2 separate regions of the Mus musculus genome follow, and region 1 is linked to region 2. A link is a contact called in public promoter capture Hi-C data. All regions are on one chromosome and are shown on one strand. The core of a region is the stretch at or near the end of the contact, and the rest is flanking DNA. Distances in the headings are between cores, read along the strand shown. Region 1 holds the start of Tma16 (translation machinery associated 16). Region 2 overlaps Marchf1 (membrane associated ring-CH-type finger 1).

Region 1 (6,886 bases), core at 4,357-6,856, 42 kb after region 2:
ACCAGCTCCTATTAGCCTAACAGAGGACAACAGTCCCATCACCTCCTCCCAAGTCCTCCAGCTATGTCATCCCCCTTCCCAGGCTGTGGTCTGAAAGCATGATGATCACATGTGCTTCCTAGAAAATGCCCCCAGAGCTTCCCTATGTCCTTTGATGGTCACCAAATGCTGTTCATAAGCCATTGGCCCTTACAGCACCTGTTACACTAGCCTCTGAGCTTGCTATTCCAGTTACAAGAAATGTCTGGTGGGGTTTTTCAGCTGACAGCTCCTCTTTCACCCCTAGGCCTTCTAGATACCATTCTCTCAGTCTGAAGACTATTTCAAACTATCTTACCTCAATGTGCTAACACCCATTTCCTAACCCCAGGAAACTAAAATGGGGCCAAGCTGGAATACAAATTTAAGTCTTTTGTTAAAAAAAAAAAAAAAAAAAAAAAATCTGCTAGTATCCAAACCCAGAGGGAAGATCCATCTCTTAAGAACTAGGCTGGAATTCTTGCTTCTGACCCTTTGTTCACAATATGCCCTGTATTTACCTTTCAACTAATTCACAGGCATCTTTCTTTGAATATCTTGTTTTTTTCATATCCAGATGACTGTGAAACCATTGAAGTTTGTCACCTGTGGAGAAGTACCAACGATCAACACTCTTTCACACTTACACATGAAATGAAGTAGCCTACAGTGAGCATTACTAAGCATGTTATACCTAAGAGAGGTGTAGGTACTGTGAAAAGAGAAAACCTGGACATGTTGGTAAACCTGATGAGCAATAAATCTGACCCACAGAAAGACAGAGACAAAGGGGGAGGTAGAAAGGGAGGGGAGAAAAGGGAGAGAGGAAAAAGAGGGAGGCTGTGCTACTGGCAAAGACTGAACATGTGTGCACCATACATTCAGCAAGAACCCTCTTCTCTGTAACCCTTAAGCTGCAGCTTGCTGGAGGCTGCTTCCAGGCTGCTCCCAAAGGCCCACACCTTAACGTTTGTTCTCTAGCACCGGGTACACTAGGAGATGATGTCCCTTTGAGAGGTGAGGCCTGTGGGCACCCTTACGTCACTGGGAAGTACCCTTGAAGGGGGTGTTGGGACTCTAGACCCTCCGATGTGTTCTGTGGCCAGTGTGAAGTAAGCAGCTCACTTTGCACACCCCCTTCTGCCAGTGCTTTCTGCACTGCGGTCAGTCCTAAAGCAACATGGTCAGCTTCATGCACTGAAACCCCCAGAACTATGTGCAAAGCAAGCCTTTCGCCTCAGGTATGTGTTGTGGGAACCCAGCCATCCCCTTCATCCCCTTGGCTGTCAGAAGACAAGATAAAGCCTGAGGGGGCACACAGGAGTGCGGGTGCACAGGAGTGAAGTTTCTACAAAGCTAGCTGTATGGAGCACTAACTGTCTACTCAGAGTCAGATGCTTTGCTCCACTCCATTTGTATATATGTATTATACTTCCTTTTTTTTTTTTTTTTTGTTAAGTCTGGTTAAAAAAACATCTGATAGAAATAATAAAGAGAGAAAATGGTTTAGAGCAAAAACTTCACCATACTGTAGGCAGAATTTGAAGCCCTCAGACCTACTTACCAATAAGGTTGAGACGCAAGGCCTTCTCAGTCTTCAATCTTGAACCAAAAGGTGCAGAGAAATTAGATATTTTCCAAAGCAGGAGCTTAGAAATCTGTCAAAAATATCGCAAAGAAAAACTTCCCAGAGAACTTTGACATTCTTTCACATGTAATACAAATAAATAAATAAACCATAATGACAATTATCTTTTAAATCAGTAGGCCAAGCTGTCATCAAAATGCTGTTTCTTGTTCCCTTCCCCCAGCCTTGAGCAGGCTGGCTCAGATCTGGTTTGCCACACACACTAGCCCACCTAGGGTGGATGGAGTCTTCTGACCTAGGTAAAGTCTATTGTCCTGCCACATCTGCAGCTTTCCTCCAAGAGGCCACTACTTGCTGAGAGACTGAACCTGTTCTCCTGACACAAAGCAGGGATCCTCACTAAACAAGAGATAGTGGCGTGGTGGGGGATGGGTTCCCCCCTTTTATAAGTTCAAACTCTTAGTAAACATTGGCCTTGATCAGAAAACCTTGTCTTGGCTCATTATTTCTCATTATTTAAGCCTTTCTCACACAAAACCCCATCTTTCCTTTCAGGAACTCAGCAACCAATGGCCACAGGTGGCTATAGGTGGCACCTGACAAGTGGCCTAAAAGCAGAAAGGAGGACTGGAGTTACAATATCTTCATGGGGCTCCACAGAAAACAGAGGAAGGTGTTTCTCTGCACAGTAAGCAACATACAGCATTAATGTTAGCGCTACAAATGTTATCTTTTGAAGGCTGTTGATTGCAAGGGTGCAAAAAGGATACAGGCTAGACTGAGTCAGTGATGGCCCAGCGCTGAGATCAGCTATGTATCGGTTGACAGTGGAAAATAGGATTGGAAAACTCTAAACAGGCATATGTCCACAGTCAAGAACTGCATCAGGCAGGAGGAGTAGGACTTAACAAAATAAAATAAAAAAATAGTAAAGTAAAAAAAAGGGGGGGGGGGTAGGGCTAGATATACAAATGACATGAGAGAGAGAGAGAGATCAAGAGAGAAGGAAAATAGATTTCGGAGCTCTCTCAGGGACAGAGGGAAAATCAGGAGACAACCTGCTTTCTCTGTGGCCCCTACAGGAGACATCCTTAGTTCTGGTTACATCAAGTTCTCTACCCTCTTTGTATTGTCTGTGTTTGGGGCACCAATCTGTCCACGTGTCAATTCGTGTCTGTTTTTGTTTCGTTGTCTGAATGACTGCTGTTCTATGTTTCGTGTTGAAAAGAAAAAAAAGTTAAACCTTGATCTGCTGGCTTTCCATCTCTTGACTCAGTCTCAGTTTACACAGCAGAGGCTGATTCAAGTTGCTCCACACCTTAGGCAGGAGTCAAGCACTAACTGCTACTTATGTTTTTTGCTCAGCTCTGCAAGCTCTCTCTTTGGCATTTTATACTGTGGTACAAGAACTAATGGAAAAATATTTATTAAAGCAAAAGAGGGAATGGAAACGAGGAACATACACCTGATAAGTAGATGCATAAAGGCGCTTTCCCCAGTGCAGGACACTAGCGAGACTGACACTCACCTTTCCTTCTTGTCTTGTTTGTGAGACTCTCTTGTAATCTGAGCTGCTTTTCTACTGTACGGATGGATGACTTTTTTTTCTCGTCCTACCATTTTTCCTTTTAGTCCTTTAGGCTAAAAGACAGGATACATATTGTCAGTTATGTTAAGCAACTATAGTTACAGAGATGTCACAATAGGAATCAGGCCACAGGCCAAACATTTTACTAACTCCAATGGTCTTTTGTTTCCCCATGATCATAACAGAAATGATCTATTCCACAATCTCCAAAGGCAGTAGACCAACAGAAACCAATAGAGTCAACACCGCTCAGTGACTCAGCCATGCCAGCTTAAAGTAGTTCTGACAACAGAGGGAGAAGACTCGTGGCTGGGAATGCTGGCTACAGTTAAGGATGTCTCTAATGTTACAGAGAGCAGAAGTGTAACAGGTATTTCACTGTGGCCCATGAAAAGAGAGTGGGGCAAAGGCACATGCAAAGTCCAAGTTGACCAAACTCAGCTGGTTCCAACCAACACCCCATAAACTATAAAGGCCACTTCAAAATCAGCACACCTAGAAGCAAACAAACCACTTCCCCACCCGAGCCTTACCAGTTAAAGCTTTCAGAATCCATTCCTCAAAGGCATTATATTTAAGGGGTTTCTTTTTGGTTTTTTGTTTTTGTTTTGTTTTTTGCTATGCAATCCTGTATTTTGGCCCATCTATATTATTTAAAGAGTCAGAATTGACTTTCTATAAGAGAAACCAAAAATAAAAATGGCTTAACCTAAATAGTTTTAGTCTCTTCTGGTTCACTTAAGGAGGCAGGCGCCCCCTACCCCGTTAGCCCATAATCTCCCAGACAGTCTGCAAGGGCTTAAAACCTGCCCTCCACTCTAGCCCTGAGTGGAAAAGAAACCTCAGGAAAGTTGTCCTACACCCTTTGCCCAAGTTCTACTGACCAAAACCTACTGTTACATAAAATAGATGAATATATATAATTTTTAATCTCTGAGAAAAAAAAAGACTATTAGGGAACAGGTGGTCCCTAATATTCCTCTTCAATAGTCACTCCTCTAAAGGCCAAATAGCTCTTGAAGCTTTTTCAAACCTGTCAGTTACCTTTATTCAACCCATACAATCAGGCCTAGGTTGCTCTATTGTTAGACCCCTTTACAAAGAAGTCGAAAAAATCTGTCTACAGTGTTAATCCAGTATAGAGTTTCTTTCCCTATTGAAAGAGATCAGCTTGGTTCTAAGCTTTAGCACAGAAAGCCATCTCTTCCAACTTTCTTCTCCAGCATTTCCTTCACACAGCTCCTTCTCCCCATTCTTACTGAAGATCACTATTCCAGAATAAACCACACTGCAACTTGAGACTACACTTGTTATCTCTGTCTGTAATTCTTTCCTTCCCTTTTCCTTTGCTAAGACAAAGCTCGAAATAATCTCAAAAAAACTCTCCAAATAATTAAAATGTTCATCAATTCCTCATTCACACAATTCTCTTAGACATTGGTCATTTTTTCATTAATCTGATGAGAGAAGGCACGTCTAAGTCTGAAACCCATCTGAGGTTGGCTATGAATAAAAAAATAATAATCTTAAAGCCGTAAGAACACACACATGGAGGATAGTGGGGCAAATGAGAAACGAGATTAAACATCAAACATACACATGGCGAAAACAGATTCTCACAAATTGTTCTCCGATATCCACACGTACATAAAATCAGTTATAAACATAAATTCGGCCAGGCGGTGGTGGCGCACCCCTTTATTCCCAGCACTTGGGAGGCAGAGGCAGGCGGATTTCTGACTTTGAGGCCAGCCTGGTCTACAAAGTGAGTTCCAGGACAGCCAGGGCTATACAGAGAAACCCTGTCTCGAAAGAAAAAAAAAAAAAACATAAATTCGGATACTGTGAATGAGCTCTTTATATCGCTATACATAAACCGTTTATAACACTCTTAACTACTGTCTTAAAATGCAAACAAAACAGCATTGTTGCCCGGTAGGAATGGGAGTTGTAGAGGCAGGACTAAAGTCAGAACAGAAGGGCTGCGGGCCGATGCACCTCGTGGGTGGCTGTGACCCTGGGCAGGGGAGACCTGCACTTGCCCCAGGGCAGAGGTGGGTGGATCCACAAAGCGGTATTAGTTAAGGCCCTCAGGAAAATGAGAAACCGGGAGACGTGGACAACGCCACCCAGAGCGAGTTGAGAACGCGCTGGAGCACTCCGATCCTGGGGCAGCACCGGGGGCCCACCACCGCCCCACGCAGCCACTCCGAGTCCCGGCTTCTCCCGGGTCCGAGCTTGTACTCCCCGGCCGCCCGACCAGAGCCTCCCGGAGAACCTAAGGGGCCGCTCACCATGGCGATGTCTTGGCCACCGAGGCCGGGCGATGTCCCGATGCGACAATTTCACAGAGGGCAGCGCAGCCGCTCTCAAGTCCGCTTCTTCCCTAACACACGTGGGCCCCGGGGGAAACAAATAGGGGCGGACAGGAAGGGGAGGAGCTGGTGCTTTCTCTAAAGCGTCCCTAGAAACTGAGACGTAATGTTTTTCCGCCCGCCTTGTTTTACAGCCCGGGAGCCACACAAAGGCGGGGAGAGTAGAGAGAGAGAGAGAGTCGAGCTCAGAGAACAGAAGTCTGTCTGTCTTCTGTTTCTGACTGAAAGGCCGGCCTTGAGTATCGGCCAGAAGGCAGCTCTCCATGGGCGAGCAACTTGTTAGGAGATAGCATTACCTCACCTAGAGGTGCCCATCTCCCAGAATGGTGTAAATTCAGCCTTCACTTTTCCTTTGATTTTCTCTACCATTTTCTTTCTATATCTAAAGCCTGTCTCTCCGGCCTTGTTATTCCGTTTTTGAACAGCATGGTAAAATTTGATAGAAAGTCTTACGTAGTAATTATTAATCAAATGCCTAGTACATGCTACGCATTGAAGGTACTTTGACAGTTTCCCTACTTTCTTTTTTGTATAATTTCTATCTGTAGTGGGACATAAAGAAGTTAGTATTTCAAATACTATTATAATATAAATTATTACCATAGACTAAGTGGATTTAACATACACAAAAAAGGGGAGGAGATGAAGGATCAGGAGGAGAAGGGATGGGAGAAGAGGAGATGTATGGGGGAGTGTTAGGAGAGGGATATGGGAGAAAGGGGGGGCGAGGAAGAGGATGACAATGAATGGATTCCTTGGACCCTATCAGACAACTCTGAAATAAAACTAGAATCCAACAGCAAGAGAAACTACAGGACTTAAAACAAATACTTGGACACGTAATGGTACAATTTTAAATGTACAGTGGGTCACTGAAGAAATCAAGGAGAAAATTCTTAGAAACAAATGAAAATCATAGGCACTCTACGAGCTAGCTAAAGCATCCTAACAGGAAAGTGAGTATTTACAATAAAGCAAAATGAGAGTTTCCAAGTGAAGTAATAATTCATCTTAAGGTTCTAGAAATAAGAAGTCACTCCCAAACCCAATCACTGGATAAATAAATAAATTCATCAATCGATCACTATTAAAGCGGGACCTAATGAAATAGAGACCAAAAAAACCCTCAATACATAGGAATAGCTAAAGCAATCGTTTTTGTTAAAGGACAACTGTTAGTATTTTGTCTAAGCTCCACAACACAGTTATCTGGCAACAGCCAGGTAGGTTCTGCCCCCCCAGTTACCTGGCGTGGTCCCTCAGGGGGAAGGGCTGTGGGCCCACGGAGGCATCCCCTTCCCCATGCCTGACTACACC
Region 2 (6,267 bases), core at 874-3,373:
GGGTCCTTAAATCCACAGGGAAGAGAAACTGTGCATGTTAGAAATGCGATCCAGTTTCTCCTGTGTGCCTACACACAGGCATCTGCTGTGCGTAAGTAAGCATCCCATGGACACAGCACCACACAGTTTCTAATCTACCTGCGGCCTGAGGCAGAACCTCTGGGAGAAAGCAGGACAGCCAATATTTTTAAAGAAACTTTGTTTAATCTGTTGATTTGATCTTTAACTAATTTGTGTTTTTACCATGATAATGGCAGCTCAGACACAGGTAGCCTGCAGGAGAATATGAAAAAGCTGGAGGAATAGGATCACTAATACGAAGCTATGATTATGTGTCTGGTTAGTTCTCTAAAATATTTCCTTAAACACTTCCTTTCTTTGGGATGCAACTCTCAGCCTTTACCCTACACAAAAATCATTTGCAGCACATGGTAACAATGCATATTCCTAGGTTTCTACCCCCCAAGTCATGAAACCATGATGCAGTCCAGGAATTCACCATTTTAACTGCTTACCCAATGGATTCATGCAGATGTTTCTAAGTCACATATATTACTGCCACCTCAAGATAGATTTATGAAAAATACATCTCTCTCTCTCTCTCTCTCTCTCTCTCTCTCTCTCTCTCTCTCTCTCTCTCACTCACTCACTCACACACACACACACACACACACACACACACATACTGCTCACAAATCATCTACATAGTACCACTACACCCTCTAGTGGACAATGTTGCTGCGCTTTCCTCCTCTACAAAGGAGAGAAAAGGGGAAAGGCATAATAAGAAAAGCTGTCTTTATAATCTAGAATCAGGTTTGTGCACACTTACAGGTGAATGTATATATACTGTAGGTTTATATATACTTTAGAGAGGAAACTTTAGGTAAAGTTGACAGCTCAGAACCATTGTTTTCAATGCTCAGATCCTCTTATCTGCAGATCCCATCAATTGTGTATCTGAATTATTCAGAGGAAAAGAACACCTGTACGTTGATCATGTTCCCGTGTTTTCTTGCTGTTAGTCCCTGGAAACTACAGTCTTACATCCTTTTTTTTTTTTTTTTTTTGGTACTGCAATTCATTTCAGGATAACTGAGAGCATACAGAAGGATATGCATAGGTGATATACAACTGTTCTGCCATTTCATAGAATGAATTGGAGGCCTACACACCTCTGAACTCCTGACAAACTTTGCTTAATGACAGTAGGTTCTTCGGTCACTTGAAGATTCACAAATTCAGTTGCCCACACACATGGAGCAGGTTATATAAATATGTGAATTATGATGGGTATAAATGAAAGAGATGGTGGGGACCCAGGCAAATCATGTTAGCTGCAATGAAATAAATTCAAAGAACAAATACAATTGTTCAAAGCCTACTACGGAGGTAATGGAATTTTGTTTCACAAGCCAACTGGGATTCCCTGGTGCACTAGCTGACTTACTGTGTGCTATTTATATATAGGTAATATAAGACACAACCTCATCCACACACACGAGACAGCATTGCAGGTCTGTAGATATAGCCCAGTAGTAGAATATGTGATCAGCATGTGTGAGATGCTGGTCTGAGCCCCAACAGCTCAGATGGTACCACCACCACCTCAACTTTACCAAAGAGGGAACTGAGACGTGAGGAGGGTGGATCACTTGCCCCAGGTTAGATAAAGCTCTTTGTCAGTGTCTGCTTCACCCCAGATTCTGGGGTCTCCACCATATCAGCTCCAGTGGCTACGTAAAGTGTGACTATGTGTGTATCTGACCTGTGCTCTCTCATAACAGCAGGCAGCCTGTTCCAAACCCAGATCTTTCTCTGCTCTTTTCTCTTGCTCGGTATCCTCTACAGTATATGGGGTTGTTTGTTTTGGGTTTTTTTTTTTTTTTTAGACTCTTCCATTCATTAGCTTTGCTCTTAGATGGTTTCTCATCTACAAATTGGCACTCCCCTCTGCACCATTACAACACAGCCTGTGTCTCATGGCCCCACTGAGTTACGCCTCTAACCTACACCTTCCAGATCCTTCATGCCCTAAACAAACTCAACCATCCTATCCATTGAGAGCCTGCTTGCTGCTCTTGCTTTAACTAACCACAGCTCATCCCGTGACAAAATGGTGTTCCAGCAACCGCTGGGTGTTGTGACAAGTTGCATTTGGCCTCTTTTCACTTCCTCGTTTCTCTGTCTCAAGTGCAGGAGCATTGTTGTTGCTTTAACACAACAGTGCTGTAACACAGCGCTTCTTAGTATACTCTCTCTCTCTCTCAGAGCTTCAAACAGTTTAAGAAATTTCACATTAAGAGGGTCCTACAAAGATTCTCACTGACCACCCTTTTGAGAAGAAGAGCATTTTCTTGTCTCATTCATCCACAGAAAGCTATGGAGCTGTGCAATTGCCGAGGTAGTCATCAGGATAGCTTATCTGGGATGTTTCCACCACACTGCTGCACAAGCTCTATATTTCACATGTGTGATACAACCTTGTCACAAGTGTCACATCGATGCCTTGGGATATATGCTTACATATAGACTCAAACTCCAGGCCTGCTACATGCTAGGGAAGTACTCTACCATTGAACTTTATTTCCAAACGTGGTATGATTGAGTCCCTTAACCGTTCAGTAAAAGAAAACATAAAATGGGGCATCTTGGATAATCTGTAGTATATTCTATTCACTCCTAACAGAAAAAGAAGGTATCACTATATAATCTTGTAGATAACCCCACCTACTGTATGCAAAGCAACTTGCCTATTACCTCTCTTATCTTTGTCCCTATAGTGAAGAAAAATCTATTAATTTTTATGATATTTGACACTCAAAAAAAATCTATTCCTTCTCCCAAAATAGATTGGGTTGGTGACTTAATTCTGCATGATCAGATCTCGCCCACATCTCCCTCAGAGATGGTACTATACTTCTGAGTTAGTGCAGAAGGAGAGGACAATCTAAGTCCACTTGGATGCTAGGCTACAGAGTCCACATTATGATAACTGATGGATGCTCACCAGATCTGTTCTAAATTACTGGTACTGTTCAGCATTTAAATTTGTTAAATACATCCTCTGTTGACTAAAGCAGGCTATTCCTGTCAATTCTTTGGACATGAGGAGATAAAAAACAGAGAGGTAAAATAACTTGGAGGAGACATGCAGTCCTAAGTGGCAGAGCTAGAGTCTGACCCCAGAAATCCTTATATCGATTAACATCACTTGGATCAGAGGACTGCATTACAAATCTTCAAATATGACAAATGACAAATTCAGCAAGACCTGTGTGTGTGCACGGAGAAGCAGCTCCCTCTACAGGGCTGCATTTCCTAGCTGTATTAGTTACTTGCCTTACTGCTATGATCAAAAACAAAACAAAACAAAAACAGAAACAAAAAACTGACAACAGCATGGATGGGAGAATTTATTTTGGCTTACAGTTCTCAGGGATACAATCGAGCATAGCAGGGAAGCTGGAATGGGATGAGACTGGTCATATGGTGTCCACACCCAGGAAGCAAAGAAGCAAAGAGCAATGAGTGCCTGTGCTTGACACCACCCCCACCTCCACCTCTCTCTCTCTCTCTCTCTCTCTCTCTCTGTTTCTCTGTCTCTGTGTCTCACTGTCTTTTTGTCTGTCTCTGTTGCTCTCTTTCTCTGTGTCTCTGTTTCTTACTGTCTCTCTGTCTCTTTCTCTCTGTCTCTTACTGTCTGTCTCTTTCTGTCTCTGTCTCCCTCTCACTGTTTTTCTATGTCTCCTCTCTCTCTGTTTACTAGAGTCTGTCTTTTTCTTTCTATGTCTTTCACTGTTTCTCTGTCTCTGTCTGTCTCTGTCTCTTTCTCTCTGCCTCTCTCTGTCTCTGTCTGTCTCTGTCTCTTTCTCTCTGTCTCTCTCACTCTCTCTATCTCTCTCTTTCTCTCTCTCTCTCTCTGTCTCTGTCTCTACCAGTAGCAACATAAGGCTATTGATTTGAGACTCTCAACTACTCTAATAAAGTTTAGCTCATTTTTTTCATAATTATTCTTATTAGATATTTTCTTCATTTACATTTCAAATGCTATCCCGAAAGTCCCCTATACCCCCCACCCTGCTCCCCAACCCACCCACTCCTGCTTTCTGGCCCTGGCATTCCCCTGTACTAGGGCATATAATTTTCATTAGCTCATTTTTAACCGGCCTTACTGGTTCTGTGGCTGGGCTCTCCTAAGCCTTCCATGGCTAGCATGTCCTTACCTTTACTAGCTCAACATCTCTAACTCTGCCCTCAGCCTAGTTGCTTGGTTACCTTCTGTAATGCCCATTGATCTTTCTGCCCAAGATGCTTTCAGGCTACCCTTCCATGGGCCACTTTTCCTCTCCACCTACATTTTGGAAGATCTCCCCTATAGCTCCGAATCTGTTCCATCTCTGTCCCAAGTGTATTGATCCTCCTCTTCCTGCCCTCTCCTCTCTCTTAGCCTATGGGAACCTGAAAGCCCTGTCTCATTCTTTTCACCCAGTAACTGGCCACTGGCATCTTTATTGATTGCAGGCAAGAACCTTCAGCATCAGTAAACACAGATTCCCGATTCAATCAAGGCATCTGAACCACTTCTCTACAGATCACTGCTTACAGTATGGCGTTTACCTCACCCAGACAGCAATAACTCCAGCCTCAACTAACCCTTGGACAAACTCCTCAAAGGACAACACAATAATTTTCCTTGAATACTACACAGGCCACATTGGGTATATAGCCTATCTCATCCTGGTTCCATTTCAATTTCTATGGATGTGTTTTCTTGCAGTTCTGTGGTACAAAACCCTTTCCTCTTGTCCCTGTTATCCAGAGAAATGAAGGAACTATATACATACATACATACAAACATACATACATGTGCATGCGCATGCGCACACACATACACACACACACACACACACACACACACACACTCACACACTGCCCCTTCAACTGTAGGTCTTGTACAAAGGAACCAAATAGTTATCAGCATTCACAGATAAGGGTTTAGTTATCAGTGACCCACATAGATAGCTAAGCTTAGTACTGTTAAAGGACAGCTTCGCATTGGGTATGTTTTCTGACTTATCTTTGACAGTAGCTCTCTGTCACTCAGTGACCTTAACCATCTGCTGTGAATCAGGCAGGCTTTTCTGTTTCCTGGTGACCTGCAAACTTTTAGCAGTTCCACTAAAGGTCTGAAAGGTTAACTTTCTCTTCTGATGTTCTTAAATGGTTGGCTACAGATAGAATGGAGATTTTTCATCTCAAGAGTTAGTCCTCGTAAATGTTCAGACTCTAAGTTTTGCTTCCTTCCCAAAGTTCTTGAAACTGTTAAATAATACAAGTCTATTTTAATAAGTTTTTCTGGCACTTTGATGTTAATTTGGAAGGCAAAAGTAAAATTAAAATGAAGCTGATTGTTTCAGTGATTTGTGGACTGCCAACCCTTTTATTTTAAACAAATTCCCTGGTCACGTGATTTCCTTTGACTCACCAGGGTATATTTGCACTATAGACAGATAGCTGGATTGTCCTGCAGGCTCAGTTACCTTCCCTTAACTACTAAACTAGTTCATGATGGAGAATGGCAAGTGGTATTCGTATGCTCCATCAGGACCACTCTAGTACTCTCACAGGGACCCGATTAGGCAGGGGTATTTCAAATTTCAGAGCGTCGGAGGAACAGAGGGGCTTGCCAATATTCAGATCACACCTGCAGTTGATTCCAGAACACACATGACCTAAAGATAGAGCTGTTCTGTGACCTGCACAGCCATTCTGTGGCACATGTTCTCATTTGCCAACCCACTCATCCACTCCCTACATAACTAAAAAACCCAGATTACAGAAGCCCTGTTGTCAAAGTTTCCAATTCGGTGTGAGGTGGGCCCCTAAACACTGGACTACTACAAAGTTCCCTGGATCCCCACCTGATGCTGGGGAATACTCTTCAGAACTACTGCTCTAGAATAGAGCCTCAAGAAACTGCTCCAGTGTGTCATAACACAGAGCCTTTCAGTGGTCTTCCTAAACTCTAACTAATGTAATGTATTAGACTATGATGTCTGCAGCATGCGATGCATCTTAGACCTGATGTATGGAACAAATCCCACAGTAATAATACAAGAAGACCCAGAAAAATGTTAAATAATTAGAATTCAGCTTTACATTTATGCAAATGAAATGACAGCAATAGTCTAAAGAGATGGCTGGAAACTCCTGGTCCTTGTCAGCGTCCAGCCTGAACACAGGGTCAGAGTCCTCAACTGGAAG

Evidence for each region. Promoter capture Hi-C pulls out the DNA fragments that hold promoters and counts their contacts.
Region 1: a promoter capture Hi-C map of macrophages shows a contact between it and region 2, with 6 read pairs. The contact joins the promoter of Tma16 here to the enhancer-like site in region 2. A contact is called at or near these places in 24 of 39 promoter capture datasets (the 3T3-L1 cell line, 3T3-L1-derived adipocytes, the C10 cell line and 16 more), 9 of 15 datasets of contacts at CTCF or cohesin (CD8 T cells, the G1E-ER4 cell line, the NIH/3T3 cell line and 4 more), 202 of 484 Hi-C or Micro-C datasets (the 3T3-L1 cell line, 3T3-L1-derived adipocytes, the 63-12 cell line and 107 more), 25 of 115 datasets of contacts at active chromatin or transcription factors (the HPC-7 cell line, the SCID.adh cell line, Th17 cells and 13 more) and 3 of 9 other capture datasets (adipose tissue, bone marrow-derived macrophages and macrophages).

Annotation. Positions count from the first base shown.
Region 1 is chr8:66,480,924-66,487,809 of GRCm38.p6, forward strand. Tma16 (translation machinery associated 16) reads right to left here and starts at 5,607. Exons shown (of 7, transcript NM_025465.3): 1 at 5,489-5,607; 2 at 3,135-3,247; 3 at 1,583-1,620; 4 at 540-624. The coding sequence starts at 5,491.
Region 2 is chr8:66,442,253-66,448,519 of GRCm38.p6, forward strand. All of the region lies in intron 7 of Marchf1 (membrane associated ring-CH-type finger 1), which reads left to right. Among named protein-coding and RNA genes, the nearest start is that of Tma16, 41 kb to the right of the region's middle. Within about 2 kb of position 2,124, at least 31 of the 459 cell types and tissues checked have an H3K27ac peak or open chromatin away from gene starts, as enhancers often do. A contact at or near this core is called in the CH12 cell line, ECoMG-derived neutrophils, Kupffer cells and 10 more, where this site is marked.